Linked DNA regions of Gasterosteus aculeatus: region 2 is linked to region 1. The links are chromatin contacts, called in public Hi-C maps. All regions are on one chromosome and are shown on one strand. Each heading gives the region's core, a stretch centred on a gene start, on an enhancer-like site or on the middle of the called end of the contact. The rest is flanking DNA. Distances are from core to core; before and after follow the strand shown. Region 1 holds the start of LOC120826048 (retinoic acid receptor beta). Region 2 overlaps LOC120826048 (retinoic acid receptor beta).

Region 1 (4,188 bases), core at 1,469-3,968:
AGTTTACGGTAACATACAGTTATCCATTTTCCGGTAACATAGTGTAAAAAGCATTTACGGAATTATACCTTTAAAATAATGGTAAATTCCTGGCGTCCAGTGGCGCTGAGGTATACGTAGAAATATAATGCATATATTAACAACGCTCAGCGACTGAAATGTGTTAAAGAAGCATAAATTACATCATGGGGTGTCTTGGGGAAAAATAATCTCATCAAGAAGTGAGGTTAAAGCCCCTCCAGCATCGCTGTGAAGTGACTGCAATAATCCAAAGCTGTCTGAGAGGTGCCGTCCGTGAGATGAGACAGACATTAGGCCTCGCCTGCTGACTTCACATTCTTTACAAGATGCAATCCTGTGAATATGTGAGGTGGGAAGCAAAAAAAACGGGCAGTGGAAATTACGAGTGAGAAACAAATGAGCTGACGGGGAGAGATAAGTGGTACGTGTAACACGGAGGGGGGGCGACGTACCGGAAATTAATCAAAAAGAAGCAAATCTTCCCGAGCGAATACACTCGGTGTAATTAAGAGAGAGAGATAGAACGATGCGAGGGGCATTTCTTAGAGTGTGAGCCGGTGTTTATTGGAAATATAATGGATTGGTGAGCCTCGACTAAGTCATTCAAAAATCTCATAACGTGACGTAGAATTCAGATTTCTCTTTTAGATAAGTGCTAGGATTTTCCTCTTGGTTTGCCTAGCTTAGCATAAAGGCTGGAAGCTAGCCTGACTGTGTCTAAAGGTCTAACCACCCCCCCCTAAAGCACACTAAGTAGCACGAGAAGCTACTAGCATGGGGGAAATATATATAATAATAAATATTTTTTTAAGACGACTTTTAAAACCTTCTTTAGGAATCCAAACTAAGCTGCTTGCCATTTAGTTTCTCTGCTTCATGGATCAAGCTAGGTAGCTAGCTACAGCTAGCCATGAGGTTACGTCACCATACCTCATTCTGAAACAAAATAAGTGAGGAGAAACATTGTCCAGCTATAAAAGCCCCTAAAATCTCAAATCTGAGCGCTTAGAGACAAATTTCCACAAAAAAAAATCTAAGACACATGGTTTAAGTATTCTCCTAAAAACACAGCGAGCCTTCGATCTGTTGGCACGGGTCAACTGGGGTCATTCTCGCGGCGGCGGGGCGCTGGCAGAGCGAGTGGGTGTGGGAGACTAATTGAGTGTCGGGGGCAGCGTGAATGAAGCCACTGTGGTAATCGTCTGGCTCAGCGGCGAGTGGGAGCCATCAGGGGCACTGAGTTGATGTGGCGCCGGGAAGAAGTTTCCCACCACGCCGCCGCCGGCTGTCTGCACGCGGAGGGGCTTCCGATGACGTCCTCGGAAAGAGGAATGCGTAGTCGGCGGGGTGAACATGTCAGGTGGAGCTCTTCTGGATCTGCCTCTCTATAGAGATCCGTTACACTAAACCAGCTCTCTTAACCTCCTTTATGGCATGAGTATCGGGCCTCAACCCCCCCTCACCTGGTTCACGTCGTTTCCACACTCTTGGCAGAGTGTTTAGTGAGCGATCTGAGGTCCATGAGAGATAAAAGTGGGCCGCGGCATCCAAATATGTGGGCTTTTTCCCGCCAATCATTAAACAGCATCGATATTTCTCTGAAAACAATGGATTCTATCACCATGTGTTAAGTGAAAAGCATTACTCACGTTACCCTGCTCGCTGAGAACACATCGTAACTTATAGCGTCTCAGTGAGGCGGATCTCCAACCCAACGTAAAGCCGTTGGTCAGCCGGGGGAACCGGTGTGGTCCGAAGAGCGGAGAGGATCATAGGAGGAGATTCGATCGGTCAAACAAACACAAGATATGAAAATAAAAGGACTCTTCAGGCCCACGAAGCACTTTCCTTTTCTAATCAGGTACGCTGCTCTCACACAATGACAAGAAAGGGGAAAATGGGAATAATCAGCTGTTTCTTGCAAATGTAAAAGAATTGAATTGAACCAGCAAACGACAACATTTACATGTGAGATTTGTTGCAGTTGAATTGGCCACATGTGTTGCATTACCACACATTTACCAAATAGCCAAGGACACAAATGTCTGTTGTACAGAAAGCGATGATTTATTTGAACAATGTCTCCCCCGGTGTAATGTTTTTAAATATATATATTATATTTATATTTCTGGTTTTTGCTTGACAATCAGTGCTACGAATTGTTTCTCCCTAAACTTAATGGTGCGTTAACCCATCGCCATTAACCATGGAGGTCAGAGGTCATGCAGCCCCATCTGATCTCCCTGCTTCTTCCTCAGTGGCACCATAAAAAAATCAATCTCAAACTTTTTGAAATATATCAATTTGGAGTTGGAGAAGAAGGAATTTGATGGAAATTGGCTCACGTCTTTGGAATTATTTCACTATTTTCAGACATTTGGAAGTAAACCAAATAACGCAAAACATCAACGTGGAACCATTGATGTGTTTTATCAAAGTGACTGAGGGATCTGTGCCAATAAGAGTCAAAATTTGCTTTGCTGGATCAATGTAACGCCGAATTGCAAAATATCACCTCGACGATTCGGGATGAAATCTTCACATCTGCTGTTTATTTTTGTCTTCTTCTAGAAGGTGACGGAGGGGAATCCCGCATGGTTCCCCGGGCCGAAGTCATTAGTGGAGACCAACTGTGTCGTAAGCTCAAACGCTCGTGTCATGCGGTTAACGGGGGTCGGCTCAACGAGCGCTCCCATCAGGCGGGGTTAGACCCCGCGTTGGCTCCGTGTTGCGGCAGCGCGCCCCTTGGAAATAAAGCGCTCCGTCTGCGCCGAGCGGCTGCGCGCCGTCGGGTTCGGGTACCCCCCCCCGTGCCAAAGAGGACTTCACCGCCCCCCCCCCCCCCTTCCTAGCCCTCCACCCCCACACACCCTCCACCACCCCCCGAGAGGAAATAACGCCGGCTCTCCTGTCTGCTCGGCTGCATCCAGGCAAAAGGTTAAGCTGCGGAGGTCGTGCAGCGTCAACAAAAAGGACGCAAGTTGGAGATAAAGATGCCAGGACGCGCTACGAGACGCGGGTAAGTTTCTCTGTCTGGATGAATCACGGTCGGTGGCGGCTTTACCTTTCTTTCTTTTTTTTTAATGTCGAATGGATGCATGCGTTTTTATTTTAAACGCACGGAATTTAATACACCGGAGAAAAAAAAGTTCCTTTGACACGGAGATGTCCCCGTCAGAGCCGCCGTGTGGCGGGCTGACTCGGTCCGGGGACCGTGAAGTGAGTCAGGGAATGGCGGGTTTGTTTTTGGGGCGTCTGGAGGTGCAGCGCATCGGACCGTGGGCGCTTAAACCTGCAGCCGCCTCAGTCCCAGCATGCTTTCACCTCTACTTGTATTAGTTAATTTATTCTGGTGCGTTGTTGGAGACGATTTACATGATGATGATGATGATGATGGCACATACCTGTTGGACACACTGACCGGTGTAAAACTGGCGTATCGTACAGAACAAAAGTGCAGTGATGCATTTTGGACATTTGTTGCTGTGCTTCTTTGCATAAAAGGTGCACTCTGCAAACTGCATCCAGCACGCATATGTATATAAAAAAATCAGTTTTACTCTGCACGTTTCTTTCTTTTTATTTTTGCTCATGACAAAAACATGATGTTTGAGTAAGAGGGAATGGTTTTGCAACGTTGCACAGCAGCACATGCAACAACATAGAAATGCATGAAAACCTACAATGCAACTTGATCCACAAACAGAGAGGATGGCTCTCCTCCTCCACCTCCTCCACCTCCTCCTCCTGGCCCTCCTGCAGCCGGTGGGCTGTGAGGGCTCCACTGGAGGCTCAGAGCACCTGAGAGTCAGCAGGAGGCTCCTCTCTCCTCCTGCAGGCTTCAGCCTCTCCTTTTGGAGAGCTCATTTCATGCCTTCTATGCCTTCCGTGCCTGCAGTTTAAACCCTTTGAAGTTTTCTCACGCTAAAGCCTGTGCATTGAAACTGCTCTCCAGTATGTTAATGTTCTCTGATTGACTCGTGTGTCTTTTTAATTAACCCACTTGTATGCGCGCCGCGGCACTGTCCTCGATGAAACGCCATCAGGGAGAAGCGACGGACTGACATGCTGTCAATGAGGGGGGGGGATCTCAAAGTCAATGGCAGTTTGTGCTCAAATGATCGCTGGTTTGATGTCGCCTGCGACTTATTTCTGTTTGAAATCCTC
Region 2 (4,550 bases), core at 17-2,516, 91 kb after region 1:
TGACAGCTTAGACGTCACACAGTTATTTGATCAATTGTTATTTTAAAACTATTGAGTAGTGTAGCATTTTGTTCATTTGTTTGTGTGCTGTGAGTTCCGCATACATGTTGTGAGGGTAAAAAAAGGACAAATAAAAGCTCCTACAGGTAAATACAGAGTTTTCTGATAATTGTCCTTTTGTAAAAATCTCAACCTGCTACGTGCGTTACAGCTAGAGACGATATTCCTGACTGTCTTGTTCACATCAGAAGTACACTCTGATCTTGAGGAAGACTAGAGGGCAGAAAGTGAAAACTACACTGTGTGTTTTTGTTTTGTTGAAACTCTTGCTTTGTTGATGATGAATAAATCCTTTGCTCTTGCTTTATGGATGAGTTGTAAACAATTAAGTTGTTCCCTTATCCTGAATTTGGTTCAAATCCATTGAGAATTTATAAATATATACATTCTTAATAAACGTATTTTCCTGCAGATCCTGCAGCCCTCTTTTCGGAGCGCATGGCCATATGGTCCAAATAGTCAGAGGCGTTCTACCCAACCTGGCGACTGATGATTTAGTGCTTTTCTACACTGACAGCAGCTTTAGGTAGACACCGACCTGCAAAACAACCGCTCGTCTTAGAGACGTCCAAAGCCAAACTCCATAAATCAACCCCAACGGTGCATCACTTAAAAGTTTCCCCCCTTCTCTCTGCCCTGCCTCCCCCCCCCAATCAGATCCTGCGCATCTGCACCAGGTACACCCCCGACAAGGACACCATGACCTTTTCAGACGGGCTGACCCTCAACCGGACGCAGATGCACAACGCCGGCTTCGGCCCGCTCACCGAGTTGGTGTTCACTTTTGCCAACCAGCTGCTGCCCATCGAGATGGACGACACGGAGACGGGCCTCCTCAGCGCCATCTGTCTCATCTCCGGAGGTGGGCGAGCCGGGGCATTTATCGAGGGAGGGGAGGGGGGGGGGGGGGGCAGCAGGTTTGTTAGGGGTCCGCTTGGAGTCCGCCGAGCCTCTGAGAGACAGTTGTTTTAGGAAGGAAGGGACGCATGGTTCAGCCGCCGAAAAAGACAGACGTTGACCTTCGCAGTAAAGTTCTGGAGCCCTTCAGCGTGCTGCAGCTGACCAGCCAATTAGCCACCTGACATGGTGTGTTTTTGGCAGACGGGAAGGGGGGGGGGGGGGGGGGGGGCAAGCAGAGACACGACTTCAACAGGATGCATCATCTTGTTCTCTAACAAATGACGACAGGGATTCAGAACATACCGTCGGTGCATTAAACACAGTGTTAGTCACATTCTGGATACATATGCTGTTATGTAACATTTCAGATGAATATGAAAAAGCAGATAAGCTCACAAGGAGGAGAAATGACGACGTCTTTATAAAGGAACTAATCCGATATCATCGGGACAATCAGGGTTATTTCCATTTGTGGCTGTTACATCTACTTACTTTATATTGACATTGCTAGATTGCGTTTGAGAAAATGATGAACATGTATGATGTAACTGAAAATAAATCCCTGTTTTAAATCAGCTTTTGATAAAAACATCAAAAAACATCAAGAAGTCGACACTCTGATTCTGTACCGGGTCAAATTATCGGCTTTTTGCAGCCTAATTGAATCGTTTATTTAGCATAAATTCCGATTTAAATATAAAACCAGAGTTAATCGTGTCATATTGGAGCACATCGAGTGGAATGAATAAATCGAACCACGTTTGACTGCTCACCGTTTAACTAAGTCCTTCCTCCAGCTGATCGTTGAGTGCTGCCAGAATCCACGGGAGTCTGAAACCAGGTCAAACTCCAGCCGCTCTGTCGGGGGGGGGGGGGGGGTGGTACAGGTACCTGACAACAGCGTCAGATAGCTGAGTGAAAATGTTTGAGCCCCCCCAGAGGGGAGAATCAGCCCGCCAGCGCTAAGGCAATATATTGATTGCTATATTATTATTATATTGATCTCAGTTGGAAGGCGCTTTATCTTCTGATCCTTTCATGTGGGAGTGAATTTAGCGAAAGGAGAACACAAAATAAGATTATACGTGTTTGTCTCTCACACAGGATTTATTTATTGATGAGAAAATATGCTCTGTCGTGACCTAAATGGAGACCTGGTCCGTCTGTACCTCCAACCAAAAGTTGCACAGTCCTCCCCTTCGTTCTCTTCTCTCTCCTCCAGCTTTCATTTTCATTGGTGCTGCGGCTCTTTGACAATATTTATTTATATGCTGAATCCCCGGAGCCGTGGCAGATATTACAGGCTCTTGCATAATCCATGGGCAGCCAACACCTTTGAATGCATCGTAAAACGGCAGCGGCGGATGCCACGTGCACACACTGCCACCTTACGGCTCGGCGGTGCAGTGCGTGCTCCTAAAAGTCTGTGATGACAAGTCATGCATCTGATAGTCAATCAAAGGAGCAAGGGAGTAAAGCAACTTTGGAAGAGGACTCAGAGGGTGAAAATCAGACTGAGGTCGCTCTTCCCCACATTGTGGGAATAAAAACAAAATTGGAAACGATGAAAGCACAATCAATCCGCTCTGGAGTTGAAAATAAAACAGCCCAAAGAAATAAGCGACGGTCTGTGAACGGAAGTCCGCTGGTCGTCTTCAAAGCGCCCCGGTCGGCGTTTCCCCGCCGCGTGAGCCTTTTAACACTCCGGTTATCAGAGCTTAACGCCGCGACGGAAAAGAAAGGATTCAAATGAGTTTTCTTTTTTTCAGTTATCTTATTGTAAGCATCTCTGCGTTCGCTCCTCTGCAGTAAATGAGTTTACACAAAGAGATAAACTCTTCCTCCTCATCCACAGCCGGCTTCATGCTGTGATACACGTGTTCAGACAAAGCAAAGACTTGGATTCATCACAGTTGAGCCGCAAGTCTGACTTGAATTGTGTGTGTGTGTGTGTGTGTGTGTGTATGTGTGTGCGTCAGACCGTCAGGACCTGGAGGAGCCCTCAAAGGTGGACCAGCTCCAGGAACCGCTCCTGGAAGCTCTGAAGATCTACGTGAGGAAACGTCGGCCCAGCAAACCGCACATGTTCCCCAAAACCCTGATGAAGATCACCGACCTGCGCAGCATCAGCGCTAAAGGTAGGAGGGATGTCAACTCAAAAGTTACGCTATGCTGCTGCCTTGACAACCGTTGCTATGGAGAATAGACCAGTCACGGGGCGCCAATCACAGCAGTAGAAAAATTCAAAACGTTCCTGAGCTGGGAAAAAAAAAAAGGATCCAAAAGGAATGTAGCGTCTGAAAATAAATTGTTTTATCGGATTCCTCAGTCGTAGTTAGTTCTCACAGCCTTGTGTCTTTGTCTTCCTTCCTTCCTGCCTTTGAGTATCACATGTTTTCTAACAATATTTTTGCACTGATGATTAAAACCGGAGCGTTTCAGTGCTCAAACTGTGAGTCACCTTGAAGGAAAGAATGACTTTATACTTCCAGAAATAGGTTTCCCCCAAAATATCTCCTTCCACAGACGGGTTTCAAAGGCTGTTAGATGCACAGGTGCTTTCTTTGATGCACACTGAGGTTCTGCACAAAAAAACACAATTACTGTATATTATCCTCCCCTTCCTCTGTCAAACTCCATGTAGTAAACATCTGTATCGAGCAGGGTTCAGGTGATGGCCACTAGATGCTCAATCCAACAATCTAAGAAGTCCATATACTGGAAAAGGCTCTGACTTCCTTCTTAAAATACAAAATAGAGTGTGATTTCACTTGACTTTTAACTTCTCAACTGGCGGCCTGTGAATCCCTTTTCATTTGTAACTTCCTGAAGCCAACTTTTAAAGCTCATTGTGGAGCCTGCGTTTACTTTATGATCCTCAAAGGCCTCCTTGCTCCTGTGCAGACCCCTTTGTCCACTTTGGAATAATAATGAATCCCATCTTTTAAACGTGCCTTTTTGAAGTCTTGCATAGAGTTTTCCTGTTGCATTACAAGCTTATGTTCTTGCTTCATGCTTTTATTGGTTGTACTGGTTTTATTTGTCTCCTAATCTTTTAGAGAGGAGGAGGGGGGGTTAAGTCAATTCTTCTGGGTTTTTCTCTTCCTTCCTTATCTGGCTGTCCTCTAAAGCGGCTTAACATTTCTTTCAAAGTGCACAACATAAGATAACTGATATAAAGTTGAAATAGAGGTGCCTGCAGTCCTGTTAATTTTCCTCAGTAACCCCACTAAAAAACACTACATGATTTGTTTTGGGGAGTGATCGTAAAGTAACGTTGACCATGATGAAGACCATGGTCAGAAAACTTTCCTTTATTACTTACTAACTCCAACATCAAAGGACAAACTTCCCCCCTCCCGTCCTTAATCCCCTTTTTGCCCTCATCAGGGGCAGAGCGGGTCATCTCGCTGAAGATGGAGATCCCAGGTTCGATGCCGCCGCTCATCCAGGAGATGCTGGAGAACTCGGAGGGCCAAGACGGCCAGAGCAGCAGCAGCAGCAGCAGCAGCACCTCGGCCGAGGCGGGGGCCAGCCCCGGCAGTAAGGGCGGAGCCAGCCCCGGCAGTAAGGGCGGAGCCAGCCCCGGC

What was found. Hi-C and Micro-C count contacts between places; a contact is called where the count stands out from the background.
Region 2: a Hi-C map of tail fin shows a contact between it and region 1, with 6 times the contacts expected there. The contact joins the enhancer-like site here to the promoter of LOC120826048 in region 1. A contact is called at or near these places in 4 of 6 Hi-C or Micro-C datasets (skeletal muscle, tail fin and whole body).

What each region holds. Positions count from the first base shown.
Region 1 is chr10:14,682,693-14,686,880 of fGasAcu3.hap1.1, forward strand. LOC120826048 (retinoic acid receptor beta) reads left to right here and starts at 2,719. Exons shown (of 9, transcript XM_040187965.2): 1 at 2,719-3,040.
Region 2 is chr10:14,775,390-14,779,939 of fGasAcu3.hap1.1, forward strand. It overlaps LOC120826048 (retinoic acid receptor beta), which reads left to right. Exons shown (of 9, transcript XM_040187965.2): 7 at 718-922; 8 at 2,940-3,098; 9 at 4,351-4,550. Among protein-coding and RNA genes, the nearest start is that of top2b, 22 kb to the right of the region's middle. Within about 2 kb of position 1,267, at least 1 of the 9 cell types and tissues checked has open chromatin away from gene starts, as enhancers often do.